Linked DNA regions of Rattus norvegicus: region 2 is linked to region 1. The links are chromatin contacts, called in public Hi-C maps. All regions are on one chromosome and are shown on one strand. Each heading gives the region's core, a stretch centred on a gene start, on an enhancer-like site or on the middle of the called end of the contact. The rest is flanking DNA. Distances are from core to core; before and after follow the strand shown. Region 1 overlaps LOC120101554 (a long non-coding RNA gene). Region 2 overlaps Ifih1 (interferon induced with helicase C domain 1).

Evidence for each region. Hi-C and Micro-C count contacts between places; a contact is called where the count stands out from the background.
Region 2: a contact with region 1 is called in a Hi-C map of frontal cortex, with 5 times the contacts expected there. The contact joins two enhancer-like sites. A contact is called at or near these places in 4 of 12 Hi-C or Micro-C datasets (Schwann cells, frontal cortex, hepatocytes and 1 more).

The regions. Positions count from the first base shown.
Region 1 is chr3:67,504,664-67,508,347 of GRCr8, forward strand. LOC120101554 (a long non-coding RNA gene) reads right to left here. Exons shown (of 3, transcript XR_005502169.2): 1 at 3,365-3,684. It overlaps LOC103691814 (a long non-coding RNA gene), which reads left to right. Exons shown (of 3, transcript XR_005502168.2): 3 at 397-518. Among named protein-coding and RNA genes, the nearest start is that of Gcg, 25 kb to the right of the region's middle. Within about 2 kb of position 2,133, at least 4 of the 93 cell types and tissues checked have an H3K27ac peak or open chromatin away from gene starts, as enhancers often do.
Region 2 is chr3:67,665,381-67,669,064 of GRCr8, forward strand. The region is part of intron 3 of Ifih1 (interferon induced with helicase C domain 1); the gene reads right to left. Among named protein-coding and RNA genes, the nearest start is that of Ifih1, 17 kb to the right of the region's middle. Within about 2 kb of position 1,936, at least 11 of the 93 cell types and tissues checked have an H3K27ac peak or open chromatin away from gene starts, as enhancers often do.

The DNA.
Region 1 (3,684 bases), core at 883-3,382:
ATAATTGTTTCCTGTTTTGGTAATCAGTGGTCATCATTATGTACATGGAATAAAATATTGCCTTTGAGTTATACAAATAAATGAAAACTTATGCTATTTTACATGAGCACTCATCCCACATTATTAGTTTTTACAATGAATCTTTGAGTACAACCTTCCCAAAATATTAATTTAGTTTACACACACGTTCACTGCTGCAAAAATATGTATATCACTGATTCAAAAGTGTTCATTTTATTACTGACAAAAATATAATGAAGATGTAGCTTCCTCCAAAATTGCATGTACTTTTATTATTGCTGTTATTGTTAAAATTTATTGAGAATTTAAATAAAATTCGTGTTCTCCTTTTTAACATAATTAAATGAAGTTGCATTTTGTTTGGGAAAATTATAGGTCAGGAAGATTATGGAAATGAAGACATCATTGAAGGGAAATAATGATTACAACAATATCAAAATGTACTGGAAAACAAGAAAAAATAGTATGGTTTGATAATAAAGATCGAGAAATAAAAATATCTCCTGGGAAATATAGCCTTGCATACCTGAAAGTGGTGTTTAAGTATAGACACCTTCACCAATATGCAGCGACACTAATAAATGTTCAATACGCGTTGCAAAAAAAATACCTTGGCTTCTTTCGTTTTTTCTTTTCCTTTTCTTTCTTCCCTTTTTTTTTTAACCCGAAAGAACACATTTTTTTTTCTAAAACAGCTAGTTTTGAAGAGAAAATTGGAAGAAAAGATGTATGGTGCCATCTAGTGGTTATCAATATAACTGCATACATACTGTTCTTTTTCGTTTCCATTCGCAAAAAATAAATTTCTTCAAAGATTCGAGGTAGGTAAATTATTTATTAATAAAATATTTCGTACGTACTTCTTCAGTACTAATTTAGGAAAAGTCTAATTTCAGTGCTGTTAAGGTGATTGTTAGGTCCTCAGAGATTAAGGTGGTCTGTGTAATTATCTGTAGTTAGCGTTCAAGAAATTACAGTTCCAGACATTTACATAAACAAGCATGCCAACCTGTCATACTTTTTTTTAGTAACACAATGAAACAAAAGAACAATTTGAATAAAAGCACGCTGATTGAAAATTCATATATGGGAGCAGAACCTGCCAGCCGTTATAAATTCTGAATAAAGAACACAATTGGAGAAACCTGTTCTTTGGCTTGAGGTGCGGGAGGCTTGCCGCTTGCCCTCAGCTGTTGCTAGTGTGGCCAAGTAGTTCCTGGGATGACCGCAGACTGCGTCTTTTCTCCTAGTCTCCAGGGAGGAGTTACACACCTTTGACCGTCGCCACACACTGCCCATCTCCACATTGATCCTCTGTCTGCATCTGCCCCATCAAACAAAACCAAAGGTCCTACATTCACACGGGAGAAAATCTACAAAGCAGCCCTTCGGTTTCAGTGAACAAGTCCACCCTGTCCATTACGCGCCTGCAGCAGTAGTTCCCTGCTATAATGTATGTCTTCTCGCCGATAAAGGCTCCGTGGACGTCACAGCGTTAGTCCCCTTCACTGGACTTTGGGTCTGCCAGTGAGATAATGGGACCAGTGTGTTCCCAGCTCATCGTGAGTGAAAGCTCAAGATGTAGAAGCTTCAGGTGGCCAAGAATGTAAACCTGAGGGTCTGAATAATAAGTGGGGGCAAGGGGCTGAAGTCTAAGGAGCAGGGATCGGAGGTAAAGGGAGGGTATCCTGATGTGTCCTACCCAGTGGCTGTTGCTGTGCTCAGCCTGAGTTCTCCTTGATATCTCAGTACCTGCCCGAGGACCCTTCATTTGGTGAATCGTATACAAATGCCTTCCTATCCTTTGATTCGGAAGTGTACTCAATAAACCATCTATAGGGACAGCCTTTTTTTTTTTTTTTTTTTAAATATCACTCAGTAGCTCTATTTCTTCCATGCCAAGTCTGAATTCTTTTGTATGACCTGTGAGAGCTCTTTGACCTCTCAGCATCCCTCACTTCTGGGTCTTTTCCTTCTCCCCACTGGCCTTTTACCTTTCCCTCTACACCTTAAGCACTAGCTGTATTCAAATTCCAGTTTGTGGGGTTTACCCGACACTTATTCGGGCTAGCCCGAATGTTCCAGAAAACATTTTATTCTCTTTCTTTCCTCCCTGGCTTCGGTTTGACCTTCAGATACAAGTCTAAGCCCCTAAGGTCTCTCGGACTTGGACTATTTTACTGACATCACTCCATCATGTATCCCACATCCTGCTACTGCTTTGCTGACTCCGTGACAAAAATGGCCTCTTCCTTTGGGAGAGACTAAGCTAGCTCTGTGATGGATGGATGGTGTTTGTCTCCCTGCGGCTTTGTACTGAACGTGGGCAATAGTAAGCGCTACATACATGCCCAAAGAACTGATGAGAAGTTCCTGTTATTTAAGTGAAAGCAAATAAGGCTCGAGCACTCTATAAAACACTTCCGTGACACGGGACCTAATTGACACGGGACCTCCTTTCTCCTTCAGCTGGAATTTGTAAATCCCTTCTTCATTTTGTGAGAGCTGTTGTTTCAGGTTTCAAAAATGAGACTCCCACTTTCAATGCGACTTCTTATTTAAGTCAAAAGCTGAATGCACACAATCGGTATAAAGATTATCTCTATTTTGTGGACATGGGTGGTCCAGACACCCACAAGGAGATAAATAAATGTTTGAGGTGGGTCCTTCAATGATTTTTTCAATGGATGCCAATTTGGCAAGCTCGCCTGGGCCCTACCAGTGTGAGGAACCATGATTTTGGTATGATGTTGGGGAATTTGTGGCTCCCATCTGCTGGTTATCTCGCAAAATGTAGAGCTGAGAAAAATCACATACTGATTAAATCATAGAATCCCACACTTGGAAGGGACTTCATGAGATGATCGGGCCCGTCTCCTGAAGGTCAATGCATAAACCATCTTGTGCAGATGGCTGTTTATACTATTTTTAAAGCTCTTTAAGGATAGAGATTACACAGCTTCCCGTGGTAGTCTGATCTTCATGGTCAAGAACTTCCCTTTTAAAAAACCAGCTTCTCGCTGCAGTTTGGCTCACTTCCTCTTTTTGTCAGCTCGCTGCGAATGTGGGGAGCACATGATCAGAGTCCCCTGCTAATTATCCCTGGCCCACATCTCACACCCTTGCAACTAATTATTAAGAGCTATGCTGTTTCCCCTCCTAAGCGACACAGTCACAATGTCTTTATTTTTTTCAGGAGACTTATTTCCCCCTCCTATTATTTTTGTAATTTACTTTTTTTAATTTTTTTTTTTTTTGCCATACCACCACCCTGCGGAAAACTGATAATTGCGCTTGCGCTCATGTCTAGATCAGCTGTCAATGGACGGCGAAGCACCCTTACCTTGCTGCCTAGACCGCAACCTTTCTGTTTTTGTTCCTCCTGTGGATTTTTGTTCTGCAGTAAATCCCGAGCTGTTCACTGTCAACCTGCTACAATGGGGGAATCGCTCTTATTTGTATTGGTTCCTTTCTCAGAAGTGCGTGTCCTGTCCTGACCACCAGGAAGTGAATAGTCAAACGGGTCTCACAATTTCGATGAAGGAGTCTGAGTTGAGGAGAAAATCCTGGATGATCCAGGCAAGCCCAGCGTAGATACAAATGTGACGATAAAATAGGCAGATCTGAGATAGAGAGGAAGGGGGGAACAGATGTTAGGGTGAT
Region 2 (3,684 bases), core at 686-3,185, 160 kb after region 1:
CCAAGCAGCCCTTTTTTGTGCAATATTATTTGTTCTTTCTTAGAATAGATTCATTAAAGAAAAGAAATCTAATAATAAAGAAAATAGTCTATCTCCAGCGGCACTGAAAGTTCCTTCCCTGCAGGTTTTCTCTTTGAAATCGATTTAAGAAAATGTGCGTGCACGTGTGCATATATACCTCCAGAAAAGCAATACCAAGAAATTGTTGATGCATTTCTTTTACAACAACAAACCATGTTTCGAGTCTATGTAGCAAAAGTGAATTGCTACAACTGATTTACTTATGATCCTCCTGTTTTTGTCTTTGACGTTTCCAAGGCAGGTCAGTCTGGAAGGTTCTAAGATTCAAAGCAATGCACTTTTCCTCTTAGAGAAGACATGCAAAGCAGAGGTTGGAGGCACGGCTTTCCTGTGAAGTGATCCGGTGCTTTGGAGACCAGGGATGCCTCCCAGATCTGAACTCAGCCACTGCTCACAGGTGGCTTGTTTCCATTTAAAATTACAGATAGTCGCTTCTACAGTTTTACATTTTATTGTAATGGTGATCCTGTTAAACCAGGGACAAGATTTTTGAAGGGAAATAAATTTAATAAACTCTTGTAGATTTGTATCATATATTGGAATCACAGTGTTCAATGGGCTTAATTGACTTTTACATATGTCATTTTCTTCTAAGGGAGTGATCAAAGCCAACTAGGAAATAAATTTGAAAATGGCAGGCATGTCTATTAATATAGTTGTCTATATGGAATTAATTGGGGCCAGAGGAAAAAATCATACTTGTTCAATTAGGAGATAGATGGATTTTCAAAATAAGAAAAAATAAAGAATAATAACTTCACAAGTAAGATAAAAACAACAGCTTTGCTTACAATGACAGTAATCTCTAAGAGAGGCTGTAAAATCATGTGTGGGGGCAAAAAAAAATCTCTTCATTTTGGAAACACGTTTTTGAATATTTTGGTAATAGTAAAAAATATTACTGGAATCTTAGAAATTTCGTATTTTTTAATGTGTTATAGACCTTACATACTTTTAAAACATTTTAAAAATCGTTTAGAAACCAAAAAAATTCACAATAAAATATTGAAAGCAAAGATGGGGAGGTGGGAGGGTTGGCGAGTTTAGATTCATTTTAATGCAACGTCTGCCCTCTGCTGGAATATACTAGTATAGCAGGCAATGAACAAATAATACTGTGTTTCCTATAAGGCTCCCTTAAGTAAAACGCAACTTCTTTTCCCTCAGGTAGACTTTCTCCTAGTCTAGAAACTTTTCACGCTGCGGACTCTATCTTTTCCTTCTTGCAGCAATCCATCACAGCTTCTCTCTGTGGTGAAAAGTGGGTTTACATGCGGCAGGAAACAGCGGCAGCGAAAAGGATTTCCCTGTACCTCGGTGAAGAACATATATGCTCTGTTCTGTTCTCCCTGGAGCTGGTGGGGACAGGGTCTACACCTCACTGAATTCCATCTCTCAGAGAAGTCATACTTTTCTCTTACTGTGACCTTGCCTTACACTTGAACATCATACCTATCTTTCCTCGAGTTTCATAATGCTCTTGCCGGGGTTGGGGATTTAGCTCAGTGGTAGTGCGCTTGCCTAGCAAGCGCAAGGGCCTGGGTTCGGTCCCCAGCTCCGAAAAAAAGAAAAAGGAAGAAAAAGAAAAAAAAACATAATGCTCTTGCCACAGATTAACCCAAGAGCTTGAAGCACGTCCTTGTGTTGGCACAGACACAAGGCTGCGTGGACCCCTTAAACGGGCTTACTTTCATACTGCTAATAATACATATTTCCTTTTCTTTAGGAATAACAATCTTTTCTTTGAGAGGAAATAGATTACTTTTATTTTCAGCTCTATGTATATGGATCTACACACACGCTCACATTTTGGTCTGTCATAGTTCGCTCTGTGTGCCAGGGAACATGTGTTCCTGCAGAATGGAGAGAAGCCACCTCCACCCACCTTGCATATTCTATCCTGGATCCAAGCTTCTAGGAAATGAGTTCCCCAAAGAGAAAAAGAAAATCTCTCTTAGAGCCACAGGCCCACATGGCCATTCGTGGAGCTCCTCTGCTCCTGTTTATAGGTGTATGTGTGTTTGCGTAAGTGCGTGCATGCATGTGTGTATGTATGTGCGTGTGTAAGCGCACTCATGTGTGCGTGTGTGCGTGTGTGCATGTGCACATGTGTGCACATGTGTGCATGCGCATGTATGTGTGTGCTGAAATATGTCAGCTAGAATTAAATATGAGTCATGCATAACGATGTTGGCTTAACGTTTATCATCTCTGCCTGCTATCCTTTGCTCCAGGGGCCAAACACAGAAAGAACGTTATTAAAATATAGGGTTGTAAAAGTGACTACACCTACCAGGAGAACTTACCCCCTAACTTAATGATGAAGGTAGAATGTTCTAGACATTCACAATTCTAGACCTTGATAACCACACTAGAAGTCCTGTCATTAACAGCAGCCATGGACTGTAAGAAAGAAGAAGATGACTTGGAAACTTTAAATTCATAGATGCCTGCTGGAAAGGCTGAAGGACCTAAGCGATCCTAACCAGACCGGAGGGAAGTGCAAGCGCAGATATCACTAAGGGTGCCCAGGTAATGCTCAATGACAGGTTCTTGCCGGGGCTTAAAATGACTGCCAACTTCCAAGGTACACATCTTCTCATCATGAGCAATGCCAAGCTGCCAGCGTGATGCCCTGGGGTAATTTCTTACATGCACTGTGATGGTATTTCATGAATATCCAGACAATGAAATATTAATTTAAGGGAGTTTTAATTTTCGTTTTGTTTTGTTTGTTCTCCTTGGGCAACAGCAGGAAAAATCTCTAAGACACATTAGTTCTCTTCGGTCTTAGAGGTCTTAATGTGTATTTCTGTCCCCAGTCACCCTCTTACATCACATTTCTGACACACTTCAAGCTTTCTTATAACTTCCTTTAGTGGTGACGTTCACTCAGCCTGAAATGTTATCAGTCACATCTGTTCACAAAACCACCAGAAGGCAGCCGTCCATGGCTCAGACGAATGTCTGTCCTTCCCGCCTAGCTAAGGTTCTTTGGGGTAACCTTCCTTCTTTCTCAAGTCTGCCTCCAAACCCTTTAACACCTAGATTTGGGGCTTTTCTTTCCTTTCTATTGATTTTCCTTGACTTGGTTACTGTTTGTCTTTGAGAGCTTGTGATACATATTTTCCTATCCAGAGCATATCATATTAAGATATGAACAAAATGGTTTGGTGTGCCCTGACCAACTCAATTCTCTCTTGCCACTAGTCTGGCTTTCAGTCCTTCTTCACAACTCAAGGTAGAGAAGGTAAGTTCTGATAATCAAACCAAAATTTGAGACCATCGCTTTGTGATGATCCTGCTCAAAGAGTTGTTTGAAGTTATAAAATAAACCCAATCTATATTAATTTCGCTGTAGACATGCACTACTCAGTTTTCTTACTGATAAAAATACCCGTGGCATTATCGCCCAACTCTGGATGACTGGCTGATAGCCCTTTTAGAACAGCTGTGCAGCTGTGAGTCACAGAACACGCTCGGTTAGAAAAGAAGGAACATAAAATCCTTCATAAGCATTAATCCCAGCATACTCCTCCCTTTCCCTCCCCCTCTCTTCAAATTACTATCTACCCTTAAATGGCCCCTGCAGTACTGCAAACC